3 separate regions of the Sus scrofa genome follow, and regions 1 and 2 are each linked to region 3. Evidence: chromatin contacts called from public targeted proximity ligation data. All regions are on one chromosome and are shown on one strand. The core of a region is the stretch at or near the end of the contact, and the rest is flanking DNA. Distances in the headings are between cores, read along the strand shown.

What was found.
Region 1: a targeted proximity ligation map of alveolar macrophages shows a contact between it and region 3. A contact is called at or near these places in 1 of 5 promoter capture datasets (fetal liver), 2 of 47 Hi-C or Micro-C datasets (fetal skeletal muscle and mesenteric adipose tissue) and 2 of 2 datasets of targeted methods (alveolar macrophages and skeletal muscle).
Region 2: a contact with region 3 is called in a targeted proximity ligation map of alveolar macrophages. A contact is called at or near these places in 1 of 5 promoter capture datasets (liver), 17 of 47 Hi-C or Micro-C datasets (brain, embryonic fibroblasts, fetal heart ventricle and 10 more) and 2 of 2 datasets of targeted methods (alveolar macrophages and skeletal muscle).

The regions. Positions count from the first base shown.
Region 1 is chr4:104,169,413-104,172,112 of Sscrofa11.1, forward strand. It overlaps CD58 (CD58 molecule), which reads left to right and starts at 1,415. Exons shown (of 7, transcript NM_213795.1): 1 at 1,415-1,499. The coding sequence starts at 1,430.
Region 2 is chr4:103,949,283-103,951,982 of Sscrofa11.1, forward strand. No RefSeq gene overlaps it. Among named protein-coding and RNA genes, the nearest start is that of CD2, 26 kb to the right of the region's middle.
Region 3 is chr4:103,675,055-103,677,754 of Sscrofa11.1, forward strand. It overlaps TTF2 (transcription termination factor 2), which reads right to left and starts at 1,424. Exons shown (of 23, transcript XM_001929357.7): 1 at 1,331-1,424; 2 at 1,149-1,251. The coding sequence starts at 1,358.

The DNA.
Region 1 (2,700 bases), core at 165-2,664, 490 kb after region 3:
TCAACTTCCAGCTCAAAAACTTTCAGGGGCTCCCTCGTGTCTAAAGGTCTGACCACATCCTTACCTATTCAAGTTAGCCCGAGTTCTTAGCAGCCCAGGGCAGACACTTGATCTTCTCACATTTTGTGCTACACACTGTCCCTGCCTTGTGTATCACCAATATCTACAGGTGATAGGGAATGTCTGAAGGTAGCAGGCTTTATGGTACAAGACGTTGGTCCCTGAAATTTCACAGATAGATAGCTTTTACCATTTCCTGGCTAATTTAAGAATTAATTCATGACTTTGAGTGTAGTTCGAGTGTCTTGTGTGGTTTGGGGGTCCCTACTTGAGGATGATGGCAGTGACAGCAAGATTAAAGCAGGTTTCCACTATTTCACTACTGGCAAACAGGTTAGTGTTTATTTGACAACAGAGTCCATCCAGGTCAGGAGTCCAGGTCAGGGAGAAGTTTCCTGCCCACATGGTGAGGAAGAGTTTCCAGAACAGCAACAGCTGGGCAGGGGTCATTCTGATGCTTCTCTCAGAAGGAAAGGGGGCTGACAGGAAAGCTGATGCCAGGAGCTGGTTCTGGGAGCACAGTCAGGGGGTCTGGGATCAGACGGATTTGAAGGTAGGAGTCTAGCCAATAAGACGGTGAGTCCGATGCAGCCTGGGAAGAGGGATTTGGGAAGGCCAAACAGTGAGGGAGTGAGCAGCTCGAGGGCGAGTCTGAAGTGGACATGGAGGAAGAGTAAAACAAAGAGGAAATAGAAGGGAGAAACCCAAGGCTGGAAATCGCAGCTACCGTGAGGGAGTGTGGGGTGGGGGTCAATCTTAAGGAAAGGCGGCTGCGCTTGAATGAGGGGAGTCAGGTGCTTAGGGGGGAAGAGGCCGCACGAGGTAACCGCACATTCCAGCAGGTGTCCGACGTGCCTTTGTGGTTCAGCGAGGCTGTCTCGTGCAGAGCCGTCCTAGCAGAGACGCTGGCAGGAAAAGCGAGCTCTGCGCTGCCGCGGCTGCTGGAGACGCGGAGGAAATACGGCGCTGTGGAACCTCCCTGTTCCAGCCCGGAGTTCTACTGTCACCCCCAGGAGAGTGGGGCGGAGCTCTCGGCCATCCGACACCCCCAGCTATGGGGGCCTCTTATCACGTTCCAAAAACGCCAAGGACAGGTGCGGGAGGAACGAGGATAAACCTGGTTGTAAAAACGCAAGCCACTTTTGGGGGAGGGCTCCTCTGAGCCGAGCGGGTGGAGGCGGAACAGCAGGCAAGACCGGGGTCGGACCGCGTTCTCTGGAAGGAGGAAAGACTCGCCCAAACTGGGGCGGAGCCAGGCGAGGCGAGGCGGGGCGGGGACCGGGGCGGGGACGGGGGTGGGGACGGCCCTCTTCGGCCATCGGAGGCGACGCGGAGCTGGGTCCTTGTCGCAGAGAAAGGCCGGACCGCCATGGCCTCGGGGAGAGCCCTAAGGTGGGCCGTGCGGGCCCCCGACGTGATCTTCCTGCTGCTCTGGTTGGGTGAGTGGAGGCCTTTCTGGGAAGCCCGCGGGGACCAGGCGGCGCGCGGTGTCAGTGGCCCTAGGGCTCCGGGGCCAGGTGGACGGGCGCGGCCCAAGGCGGCTGCAAGTTGGGATGGCACGGGTGGCGGGGGGCACGCAGCCGGCGCGCGGGACCTGGTGGTGGCATCCACAAGTCTCCCTAGGGTGGTCAGCAAGAAACTTGGACCGCAGGCTCTGGAGCCTGTTTGGGAAAAACAAAACGGGACCCCGGCTTGCTCTCCTGCCCTGCGCGCTTGCCTTCCTCTAGGGAGGCTTCGTAACCCGCCACCCTCACCGCGGTCCTCACTCATCCAGTCCGTATTCTTTCGGAAGAGGGGCCTTATTCTGTGTGACTCAAGGACTAAGTTACTTCCCGCCCGCGGGTCCGCCGCCCAGAAGTTGAGCGGACTTTCAGAGCTTCCGCAGCCTGTGAGCTCGTCCGGGGCGGGCCGCCCCGGGCTTCGGAAAGCGCAGTCTGCCCTCCCAGGCTTGGTGGGCCGGCTGCGGCCGAGGCCAAACCCCCCGCGCCCCGGCCGGGGGCGGAGTTTCAGAATTGGCCTGCAGCCAGAAGATGAGGGCCTCAATTGAGGATTCTCAGGTAGAGCCGCAGGTGCCCCTGGGCCCTCCCTTTCCTTCCGAACCTAAAATGACTAACTAGTAACTGTGCAGGACCTCGTTCATCCCTTTAGCACGTCTTCAGCTAAACCGTCAAGACAGCCCCGTGGACTAGGTATCTTGGTCTCCACTTTTTCCCTCCCCAACCTCATCAGTCTCTTCCCACTCAGGCCCCTGGTTAAGTCATAGCCAAACCTCCGGGGCATAGTAACAACCCCCTTACCTAGTACTTCTTTCCTTGGGATTCCCCACTGCTGGCCCCCTCGGCACGTCCACTGGATCAGCCTTCCCTTTCCACTCTGCGTTCAGCGTTTATTGGGTGCCTGTGAGGTGCACTGGCTATGGAGGACAGCCTGGGAGGGGGGTGGGAGGCTGAGATATGCTGCAAAAGTACCCACACTGAAAGACACAGAACTGAATGTTGTAAAAGCGGGAAACATAAAGTGCCGTCGGCATGCAGAGGGAAGGCAGTAGCACCTTTTGTGAAACCAAATATCTTTTGCGGAGCAAAGACTTCATGGAAGGGAGGGTACTTGAACCCGGCCTCTGGGGACAGGTGGTAAGGG
Region 2 (2,700 bases), core at 194-2,693, 270 kb after region 3:
CTGTTCCTCGCACACTTGCTGAAATTCCTCAAGGGCACCAGGCTTCTCCATAAATTGCACTTGGCCTGCTGAGGGGGATGTGTGTGACTGCATTTTCAGTGAGGAGTAAATGATGGTGTGGGATCCTGTCCTGAGAGGAAGCAGAAACAGATGAGGCTCCGAGAAGCTGCCAGAACCCACAGGACAGGGAGGGTAGAGGGAAAAGAAAGTTCCCTGTGGAGAGTGCCCCCTCAGGACTGCTCCCCCTGAGAAGAGCTCCCCTCAGCACCCTTCCAGAAGTGCCCAGCTCACCCCAGAATCTCCACTGAGGAGACACCCCCTGAGGGGCCCCCTGGGGAATCTCCCGAGGAGAGCTCCCTGGAGGATGGCTTCTGCTGAGCAAGGCTCCTCTGGCCTCTTCCCCAGATTCTGCCCCTGGGCTCTGGGTTGAGGAAATACTTTCCCTTCTCCTACAGGGGACTTTCCTCCTTAGCAGGGCAAAGATTCCCCTTTCGCTTTCAGGGCAGCTCTTGGAGGCCCAGTGGGGCACCATGGGCCTGACAGCTGCTTGGAGTGCCAAGGCCAGCGGTCCTGTCCGCCTGGGCGCCATTCCTCTGTGCCGGGCCCTGAGGCCTGGTATGCTCTGAGCACAGCTGGCCTCAGGCAGAGTTCAGAGAGGGCAGAGTTGCCCCACTCCCCTCCCCACTGACTCTCCTCCCCCTAATCTACACACTAGGTCCCCCAGTCTCATTCTGCTATTTTCAGACCCCCAGCTCGCAGTGCCAACATGCCCTTCCCACACAAGAAGGCTGCTCTTCTGGGAGGACGTGCATTCTAACAGGGCTCAGAGGTGAGTGGCTTTCCCCGCACTCAGGAAAAATAAGCATGCACCGGTCCCATCTGCTTCCCGTTGAAATGAAAATGAAAAATAGAAAAGTGCAACCTTAAGATCTGGAATATGAGGAGTTCCTGTTGTGGTACAGCAGAAACAAACCCAACTGGGATCCATGAGGATGTGGGTTTGATCCCTGGCCTCGCAGAGTGGGTTAAGGATTCGGTGTTGCCATGAGCTGTGGTGTAGGTCGCAGAGGTGACTCTGATCCCATGTTGCTGTGGCTGTGGTATAAGCTGGAAGCTGCAGCTCTGATTCCACCCCTAGCCTGGGAACTTCCATATGCTGCAGGTGCGGCCCTAAAAAGCAAAAAAAAAAAAAAAAAAAAAAAAAAAAACCACCACAAATCTGGAATATCTACATTACTGAATAAAAGCATGTCAGTGATGAAACTGGCATGGCTCCTTAATCATTAGAAAGCCACAACATTCATCCTGAAATCATTGGCCAGGCTGACAGTAGCTTTGAGTTCTCAGGTTGTCAACGCTTCTCATTGAAAAACTCTTTACCAGTGGGATTTCAGTTATCAGCAGATGGGATGGGAGCCACCTGGTGGTGGTGAGGCAGTGGGGCGTCCTGGCCTGCCAGAAGGCACACTGGCAGGCTCTCTTTGGGCCTAGCCCTTCAACATGGATCTCTGAAGCATACAAGGGACTTCTACCTTCTTAAAGCTTCACAGAAGACCCCTGCCCAGGGAGGGGCATGGTATTACACACTGATGACAGGGCTATTCCCTCAGCAGGAATGTTTGCTGTTTCTTGTTCCCCTCACATTCCTAGGGAAATGTGTTTCTCTGAGTAACCAGTAGTCACAGTGAATCCCTTTATCAGCTCTGTGAGGGCAGGTGTTGACCCAGTGATCCGTCTAGGTCACAGATAGCTTGCCTTTTCCTGTCAGGGCTTGCCTCCCCGGTGGACACATTAATGTGGGATCTTTCTTTTTTCTTTTTTGTCTTTTTGCCTTTTCTAGGGCCGCACCCATGGCATATGGAAGTTCCCAGGCTAGGATTGAATCAGAGCTGTAGCCGCCGGCCTATGTCAGAGCCACAGCAGTGTAGGATCCGAGCCACATCTGTGACCTACACCACAGTTCACAGCAATGCCGATCCTTAACCCACTGAGCAAGGCCAGGGATCGAACCCACAACCTCATGGTTCCTAGTTGGATTTGTTAACCACTGTGCCACGATGGGAACTCCCTGGGATCTTTTCATTTAAACATCTAGCCATCTTACTTCAGATAATTCTGGTGTCATCAGGCAGTTGCTAATGTTAGCACTTAAGTCTTGAGGCATATGTTACCAGCTTTGCCTGAACAGCATCTTCAAGTCAATGGCCTGACCTTGAAGCAGCAACAAAGTGAAGCAGCTAGAGTCTCTGTGGGCTGCTCTCTGGCAGGAAATCCACCCCTCAGACCACCTGCCTTTTCCCACTGCCTTTTGAGAACCTACTTTCAGTCTACTGTTTGTGAAAAGATTAAAGTTTTCATACTGACATTTTTGTTTTCTAGAAAATGCTTCCCTAGTTTTTCAAGCTCACTCCATGTGGCATCAGGTAACGTGAGTGGGGTATCTGTCTTGGGTCCCCAGGCTCGTCACTGGCTGCCACCTGCTCACTTCTTGTGGTTGGTCCTGGTCATCTCCTCACCTGTGGACACAGCACTGTCCCATCCTGTTCCTGATGTGAGAAGAACTTATACATTGATTATGCTGTATGTGGCCTTTTTTTTTTTTTTTTTTTGGTCTTTTCTAGGGCTGAACCCACAGCATATAGAGGTTCCCAGGTTAGGGATCTAATCGGAGCTGTAGCTACCGGCCTACGCCACAGCCAC
Region 3 (2,700 bases), core at 174-2,673:
GTACTGAACCTAAGAAGCCATGTATAGAAACTAGAAATAAATAGTAAACCCTGACATAATGACATGGTGTTGATAGCATCAGGGTTTTTTTTTTGTTTGGTCCCTTCTCTAAGATTTAACACTGATTTAAATAAAATCATTTTGTATTTAATTAAACTGGATCCTAGTAATTTCTGTCAAATGAAAAAACAACTTACAGAAGGCAAAGAAAATATTTTACTAAAAATTTATTTTCTACATCTGAAAAAGGATAAAAATCTCCCACTTAGTTTCAAAGCATAACAAAAATACAAATCATCTAAATCATGTGGGGGAAACATGAGAAGCTAATGTATGTGTTGAAAAAAACATTATTTTCCAATATTGATATCCATTATGTGCCTTACATGATATGTAGAAAAATACCTTTTCTCTACCAAGTTCAGTAGAAAGTAGGAAAAAAAATGGTTAAGATATAACAGTTTAAAATTTCGCATAGAGACTTCCAACATCTGGTACTGTGAAAACATTAACAACATTTTATGAGAACAGTATTAACTTTTCTCACTTCCAAAAAGAAGCTTAATATTTCTGGGTTTCACTTTCAGCTCTGTAAAAACCAGACTGCCGAATCAGATTTCTGATGTTTCTTTCAGCCTTAATCCCTAAAGTAACTTGTTTCCTTAGATTAACAATCTCACCACTTAAATGTAGAGAATCCTATTTTTAAAAGAGCCAGTCAATCCGACTACTATTAGTGCAAAGCTGGAGCCAGTTATTTTCTGCTACGCCTCTATGTCCTCACTTTAAATGGAGTAGGGGGTAATGTCTGATCAGAAGGGAGTGATCAAGGCTTGTCAGGCGAAAAAGAAACCGAGAACTGGAAAGGACCAGAAGGATCCAGATGTAGTCGATCCTCCATGTTATGAGGGAATTGGCTGCCCAGAGAGGCAAAGTAACCAGCCTTGGGTCACACTGCAATCAAGAGCGGGGCGTGTCCCTAACATGCCAAGTTGTCCTGAGATTACCAACTAATTAAAGGGCCATGGCTCCACAGACCAGGGGTCCCAGCTCTCCCAGTCCTAATGGCGCTGGCCAGAGGGGAGTCCGCGACCCCACCGGGGAGACGGCGCGCGGTCGCAGGGAATTGTGCCCAGCTCGAGACCTACTCAGTGGCCCTCAGAAAGTTGCATGTGTCCGCCGGGCACACGTAGAAGCTCTTTCCTTTATTCGGGCCATCGCGGACGCCGGTCTTCAGAAAGCATAAGGTGCCTGAGGAGAGAAGGTCGACAATAGTTAGGCCACGCTACAATGACAGATCCCGAAAGACCCTGGGACCCTGACCTCCTACCATGCTGCGGACACCTAACCACTTCCATCCTGCTCCTTCTTTCTCTTTCCCCAAGCTACCCCAACCCAACGCGTGCTTCCGCCTTTGACTCCGCCCTCCTCCTTCAGGAACCAATCGTCACCCACCTCCCCGAGTCTTAACCCCCATAATTCATCCCCGCGGCCTTAGTTACCCGCTGATGGCTATTATCAGCCAATCAAACGGTAGTTTGTTTCTCTCCAACCAATCACAGCCGTCCTCAGGTTTGCCTCGCGCCGAAATCGAACTGAGGCGAGGGGGAGGGTGGACTTGGTCTTTGGTTGATGGGGCGTGGCCGAAGCTGGAAAGAGTTTTGGAGGCTGGCGAAGCTTCCGGGCTTAGGGAAGCTTTGCTTTGCAGGTCCTGAAAGAGAAAAGAACAGGACTGTCAACGGGGAGACTCTAGCTTACATTTATTTAAGACCTAGAGGCGGCCCTAAAGGAAGCAGGCGTTAGAAACTGCAGAGAAGAGCTCTGCAAAGAAGACTCCCTTCTCCCGAAGGCCAAGAGCGCCTGGAATTTCATAGTCATCTGCGAGCTGGGTTGGTTGGTGGGCGCTCTGCCTTCTTGCTGGCTCTCTGGGGTGCGAGAGAGGGTCGGTGGGGGCATCCTTTAAAGCTACATGGTGAACTGACGGGACTATGGTAGAGCAAGCTTAAAGACTTTTCCAGGACCCCACAACCCAAAGTGCTTACCCATACACGTCTTGACCGTGGCTCAGAGGTTAATAAACCCGACTAGGATCCATGAAGATCTGGGTTCGATCTCGACAGCCTGGTGAGATGGGCATTTTACCGACCCGTAGACTCCTAGAACTTTGAGTAACTAACCCCAGGTCAGAGAATTAGTGAGTGGACCGTCTGCGGACAGGTGCCAGCGGACCACGCAGCTGCCTCCTGTGTGTACTGAATGTTCTCTAGGCGCTCAATAGGAGACCTGAGTTGGAAGTGTCACAGTGGAAACGACAGGGGAGAAATAGATGACCTTTGGTGAAAGGGAATTTAATTTGGTACATTTTTTATTATCAGACTTTTTCTACCAGTAGGCTTTTGTAATATTAAAAACCGAGGATAAGTTGAAAGAAAGGGGGCTATTTGAAATTGTAATCGGATCTCTTAGGCAGCAAAAAGAAACAGACATCAGACACTTATTGCAATAGAGATGGCTTCATCTTACAACTCTTTGGAACATATGTCCTGACATATGGTGTAGCATGTGCAGCTGTACTTACAGAGACAGTAGGACAGAAATTCTGCAAGTTCTAGGAAATCTGGGCTATATGATAGATGTAAATGTCATAGGGGATCCAGAGGAGGGAAGACAAACCTGAGGTGTCATTTTTTAATTAAACAA